Regions from separate parts of the Anas platyrhynchos genome. Here region 1 is linked to region 2. A link is a contact called in public Hi-C data. All regions are on one chromosome and are shown on one strand. The core of a region is the stretch at or near the end of the contact, and the rest is flanking DNA. Distances in the headings are between cores, read along the strand shown. Region 1 holds the start of ALDH1A2 (aldehyde dehydrogenase 1 family member A2). Region 2 has its middle 67 kb from the start of MYZAP.

The links. A called contact is a pair of places that touch in the nucleus more often than the background predicts.
Region 1: a Hi-C map of subcutaneous adipose tissue shows a contact between it and region 2, with 3 times the contacts expected there. The contact joins the promoter of ALDH1A2 here to the enhancer-like site in region 2. A contact is called at or near these places in 4 of 8 Hi-C or Micro-C datasets (F1 follicle, liver, skeletal muscle and 1 more).

What each region holds. Positions count from the first base shown.
Region 1 is chr11:7,565,285-7,568,330 of IASCAAS_PekinDuck_T2T, forward strand. It overlaps ALDH1A2 (aldehyde dehydrogenase 1 family member A2), which reads right to left and starts at 1,741. Exons shown (of 13, transcript XM_005011936.6): 1 at 1,584-1,741. The coding sequence starts at 1,700. It overlaps LOC106014680 (a long non-coding RNA gene), which reads left to right. Exons shown (of 5, transcript XR_011812142.1): 5 at 1-599.
Region 2 is chr11:7,439,383-7,442,450 of IASCAAS_PekinDuck_T2T, forward strand. No RefSeq gene overlaps it. Among named protein-coding and RNA genes, the nearest start is that of MYZAP, 67 kb to the left of the region's middle. Within about 2 kb of position 1,594, at least 1 of the 8 cell types and tissues checked has an H3K27ac peak or open chromatin away from gene starts, as enhancers often do. A contact at or near this core is called in subcutaneous adipose tissue, where this site is marked.

The DNA of each region.
Region 1 (3,046 bases), core at 491-2,990, 130 kb after region 2:
AACAACTTACATATTTCTGAGATGATGGCAGTATATACTATGAATTATTAAAGGTTACTGTCCAGCTTACATCCTCACAAAGAAGATATGGCTGTTAATGACTGCTCTAATTTTGAAAGATTTTTGAACGAATTCTCTAGTTTTAAAATGAAGAAATGCAAGTACACTTTCTGTGCAAACCAACTGTGATACTACTAGCAGATATTACCCACTGAGGCTTATTTTAAACTGAAACCAGCAATAAATAAAATTAATGCCAAGTACTGTTTGCATAATACCATTGTTCCCAAAGTGTAACACCACACAACCTCAAATAACTACATACATTCCTAATTTATTTAAACCATTTTCAAATAAATTATATGCAAGAAAACCCGCATCTTTAAATTTGCATATTGCAGTTCTCATTAAAATGTAACGAAATCTAAGAGTTGATTTTCCTCTGAAACGTGCTTCTAGAACATGATATAGCTGTAACAAATTAGAAGACAAATTAATTTTGGCACCCACTTAAAAAAAGAGAAAAGATGAAAAGCTTTCCAAGTGATGACATGGAAGATAAAAAATACACTACCTTGGTCAAAATGAATTTCCTATCAGTTTTAAAGCTCCTGAAGTTGTATTTCCAGTAGATAAAAATATTGTCACCTTTTCCCAGGGCTGATGTGCTTTATTTTAAGTTTCTCAGCAATTAGAAACAAAGTCTGACACAATGTAACCTGTTCACACATTTCAAACTTCTCCAATAGAAATGAAAGTATTCTTTAATTAAAGGTACTGAAGATGCAAAGATTCAAAACATAAAAACAAATTTATACATTCAAATTGCATTGACAAACAAATGACCTTTGTTAAAGTCCATTTTAATCTACAAAATCAATGTAGTCCCATAATATAGCATAGAAAAGCAGCAGATTTTTCTACATTGACCCAATGGGTTGATTGTTAACCCCCTCTTCATGAAAATTACTCTGAAACGTTAGTAGGAAAAAATATCCCCTCTTGCAATACTGTTCAAGGTTTATTCAGGAAGTTAGTAAAGAGACCTGTTCCAGTGCTGTAACAACCTGGCAGTGTTAAGAGTCCTCAAGGAATTGTAAAAGAGTCCCTTGGGTACACAGGCTAATTCAAGAAAGAAAACATTTTTATTTTCTGATTGAGAAATATGGGTACGTATAGCAACTTCCTCTGAATTACATCAAAAGCAACCAAAACATTAGAGGACCTGTGATTTTGCACTGTGAAAAAAAGCCCAACAGCTCTGTAGAAAACGCTACATTTAAAGAGAAGTGGTAAAGCCAGTCCCAACAGATCTCATTTGATTTTCTATTATCCTGTGCTTTTTCAGATGATTAGAGGGCTAAAAATCTGTTTCCCATATTACAGATTCAAGGCAGTCTTTATACATATATATATATATTGTTTGTTTGTTTCCTTGCCTTTTTTTTATATTATTTGTTTGTTTGTTTGTTGATCTCAGAGCTGAAGTTGGTTAGGGCAGACTGAAATTGATTTTAAGCAAAATCCCTTCTTTGGAGGGAAAGCCATGAATCTCCCTGCCAGAACAAATGAACACAACTTACCTTGGTGTATTTGATTTCAAGGTTGAGAGTGGGAGAAGGCAGCAGATGCAGAGATGCCATCAGAGCTGCAGGATCTGCCTTCACCTCCCCTGGCATCTCAATTTTACTGGAAGTCATAGTCTTGGGGGGGGGGGGGGGGGGGGGATATAGTACAGCCGAGCCCCCCGCTCTGCCCTGATGTTGTGTTGTGCTTTGGGTTGTACCCCCCCCCCCCCCGCCTCGAGAGCCCGGCGCTGAAGATGCTGCTGCCGGCCGCTGTATATAGGCAGGTGTCACGGCGGGGCTGCTCTTATTGGACATGGGGGCAGAGGCAGGGGGGCAGGTCCGTCCTACCTAGGGCGAGAGCGGCACAGCCCCGCTCACACGCGCGGCGCAGCCGCCGCTCCCCGCAGACTCCGCCGGGTGCCGGGGTCCCGCCGGCCCCGCACCGCCCCGCACCGCCCGCCGGGGGCTTCTCCAGAGCAGCGGGGGCCGGGAGACGCCGCGGGGGGAGCCCCGAGGCTCGGTTTCCCCGCTCGCCGCTCCGCGCCGGGAGCAGCCGGCCCGGGGCATCCCGCGGGCACGGCGCCGGGGCCGCTCCCCGTGGCTGCCGCTGCCGCGTCCCCTCGGGCTCCGAGCCGCCCCCCCCCGGTCGTGGCTGGCGGCCGCCCCCGGCCTCCCGCCGCTGTCCCCGCGGGCCGCGGCCCCTCCGCGCCGGCCGGGAGGGGAGGGGAGGGGAGGGGAGTGCCGAGCCCGGCTGCTGTCCGCTCCCCGCCGCTCCCCGGCGCTGCCCGCCCTACCTGCCGCCCGCCGCCCCGCCGGGCCCGGCCGCTGCCGCTCGCGGTCCCCGTCCTGCTGCTGCCCCCTGCCGGCCGCGCGCCCCCCGCCGCCCGCCGCTACGGCAGGGGGCCCCCGCCGCCCGCGCGCCGCTGCCGCCCGGGGGGGCCCCGGGGCTCGCTCCCCGCCCGCGGTGCCCCGGCCACCCCCGCGGCCCCCGTCCCAGCTCGCTGGGGGGAGCAGCAGGCGGCCGCAGCCCGTGCCCCGACGGGGTGATGGGTGTCGGCACCGTGTGGCCAGAGCCCAGCGCTCCCTGTGGTCAGAACTTCCAGGCAGAACATACACGAAGCGCCCACGGTTTTTGGCACTTCGGGCAAAACCACCAAGTTCACTTTCCTGCTGCAAACACTCCCAAGGTTTTGAAAGCGATCAGACCCCGTGTTTGCAGACAGTGTGTTTGCAGTTATAACGTTGCAGGTAGATAAACAGAGAAAGGACACCAAAGCGTGCAGCTGTCCCAGGCTGGCACAAACAAAGCAGCAAGAAATACGCCACATGACCTTTTTACTGACTTAGTCCAGAATAAACAAGAGGATCTGGCCACGTTTTGATTTTGTTACAATATCCATTATGTTGAGTCCCTGGATATTCCTTGCTCCTTGTTTAGTGGCACACAGAGGATTAGAAAGGCAGGCAGCGCACCCTTA
Region 2 (3,068 bases), core at 344-2,843:
TGATCAAGGACCACCTGGCCATGTCTGGCCAGTAGAGAACCAGGACACTTTCTGAAAGACAAACTCTCCACTTTACAGCCTGTCACTGCAAGAAATGTTTTCTTGAGTTATGGTTTCACCATCAGTAATACCGTGTAATACTGGATCACCAAGTAGTACTAACTCAACCAGGATAGCACATGGATGCACAGTTTATTCCTATTTAGCCAGAACGGACTGTTGGTTATGCTAGCTCTATGTTTTTATGCCAGCTGCGTAAGGACAGGCTATACTCGATATGGCACAGAGCCCTCCAGGACAGAGGTAGTTTTTCAGAGCATCTGGAACAAATACGAACCTTATGGGGTCAGTTTGAACCAGTGTAGCAGTTTTTTTCACATACCCAGTAGTGTGTCTTTGTGGTACAGACTAGCTGCTTAAAATCAGGCTTGTCTGTCAGATTGAGCTGTGACCTTAGTAAAATCCCAATTTGTGCTTCTGTCTGGAGAGTTGATGACTCCCTGGGATTATCCACTGCGGAGCTATGTCATGCACGATTTTTTTTGTGGCTTTGTCATAGTTCATTGGTTCAAGGCTGCCATAATAATTTTAAACCCTAAGGTAGAGAGAAAACACTTTATATATATATGTGTGTGTGTGTGTGTGTATATGCATATATTATATATGTATATATAATTTTATTTTTTATTCCCTCAAAACTGCTGTACTTGCTGTAGGGCTTGAAAATTGTAACTGTTTGTTTTCATAATTAGCTGGTGTGCTCCTGGTGTAGTGCCATTAGAGACACTGACATGGCACCAGGCAGCACCACAGCAAGCTGCCTGACGTGTCAGGGCGCTGGAGGCAATATAGTTTCATTAGCTGGTGGGTTAATGAGGCCATGCTAAGGAATTACATTGTTCTAGGTAGCTGTACTCTCGTGTCAGTAGAATAAGCACCTAAGATTTTGAATTTTGAATATTGTTTAAAAGGGTTTTAAAATGTTGTGTAGCATTTTTACTGGAAAGATAGAGGTGTATGTTTCCAGAGACAGAGGCTTCTGTTTCCATTGCTCAAAGAATACAACTGGCCTGTTCGCAATTTCTGGGTAGCAGCTTAAAACCAACATAAAAACGTTTTTGAAGATTTATAATGCCTGTTAAGCTAGGCTATCTGGCATAATCATGTAATTAAATATAAATTCTTTCAAGATACTTAGTTAAATATCAGGCCTCTTTAGGGAGTTTAAGAAGAAGGAAAATGCAGAAGGGGAGTAACTGCCCATGAGTCACCCCTGAGGGGGAAAATCCAGGCCCCGATTTCCAGACCAGGGATTTCTCACAGGGTTCGTGAGGGGACAGAAAAACTTGGGGTGACAGAAGTCAGGCTGGTGGCCGTGGCATGACGCAGGCCGTGGGGAGCTCAGGCAGATGGGAGCTGCCAGGTGGGAGACTCATGGCCCTGTGAGGCAAGCTGAGGAGATGGGCCCTGTGGGGCCTGGCGCCATGAGGCGTGAGGAGCACAGGCCCGTCAGGCGCCCTGAGGGGCCCTGTGGCCGTGGTGGCTGCATGGCAGGGCAGGACACCATGGCCCCCCATGAGCCCAGAGAAAAGCTCAGTGAGAGCTGAGGAAAAACTTTAAATGGGCCATAGCCTGAAGATATTATACTCTCCCTGGCTGACAGCCTCATTCTGGAGATCAGCCAGGGAGGATGAGAATGGGGCCCTTGGGGTCTGAAGATATTAACAAAATAAATAACCCCAACCGCAGCACCCCCTTCCACTCCCCTCAGCACATTCCATGGAGGAGCCAGGAGCACCCTTCCTCTCCTGCTGCCTCCTGAGGTAAATCAGACACACCACGTCTGCTTCGTATTATTAGAAAAGGGAAATGAAAAAAAACAATGTAAACACTCTTACAATTGCTGCGGAAACTGGATATAACCAGGTTATTCAAAGGGAAAAAATTCAGCCATCCATATATGCCAAGTTTGCCTTCACATCTGTTAATTGTAAGGGGGTGATTTTAAAACAAGAGCAGTCATGGTTTAGGGCCTAGCTCAGCACAGAGCTGGCCTCTGGCAGGGCTGCAGCAGCAGGGCTGATGCTTGGCGTGCTGTGTCCTGAGCTGTGAGGCACCCTGGCCCGGCCTCAGCCAAGAAATTATGACTGTTGTAGTTGGTATTGTGGTGGTGTTATCCTATTGGCATTAAATGGTAAGAGGAAACGAGCAGTGCTTTAAAATCTTTAAAGAACAGAAAATATTACAATTGTTCCAATTATGACAGTGTGATTGGATTGTGTTACTATGTTATCACATCGCAATTATGTATATCATCCATAACATCACACATCTAAGTTCAATGCAGTTATTCTAACATCAAATAGCTGGTCTTTTCTTTCTTAAAATACTTATTTTAGTTTAGTATGAACACAAGTTTAAGCTTAAAATCAAGACAAGTCTTGTTTGGCTCAGCTTACTCAAGTAAATGAGAGTTCATAAGAAGTTTTAGAGAGCCATCATCTTCTTTTTACTGAAATGCTGATTTCAGTAAGGAAATAAATATCAAAATCATTACCTCAAAACTGCTATGTTCAAGTTTCTTATTTGTTGTCTTTAAATAATATCATCCCATGAGAAACACAATGTTGTAATTGACCATTATTATATTGTGAGCTTTACAATATTATTTTTTTTTAGATTTTTTTGGTGTGTTTTCTTTTTAATAGTCTACCCTCTGAAGCTGTTATATGTGAAAATTTTGGCTTCATTTGTGTAAGGTGATGTTTTTGTGCCTGAAATCCAAAACCATCTGTTCTAGAGGTAAAATCTTTTCTTATCTGTCAATTAAAAAGAATCCAATGCTTCATATGGAGAAAAAAAAAATATCTGCCAATCCCCATGACTTTCTGTTTGGAAGCTGATCCATGAATTTACTGTTTGGAATTGTCCGTAATGAAAACAGCTAGAGCAGAAGATGAAAACATGTTCTGTTCCTGCTCAAATAAACTCTCAAGCTATTTAGGTTTTCTAAGTGGTCTTATGATTTTAGACAATAAGCTCTTTTTATGTCATGGTTAAGTTGTGTC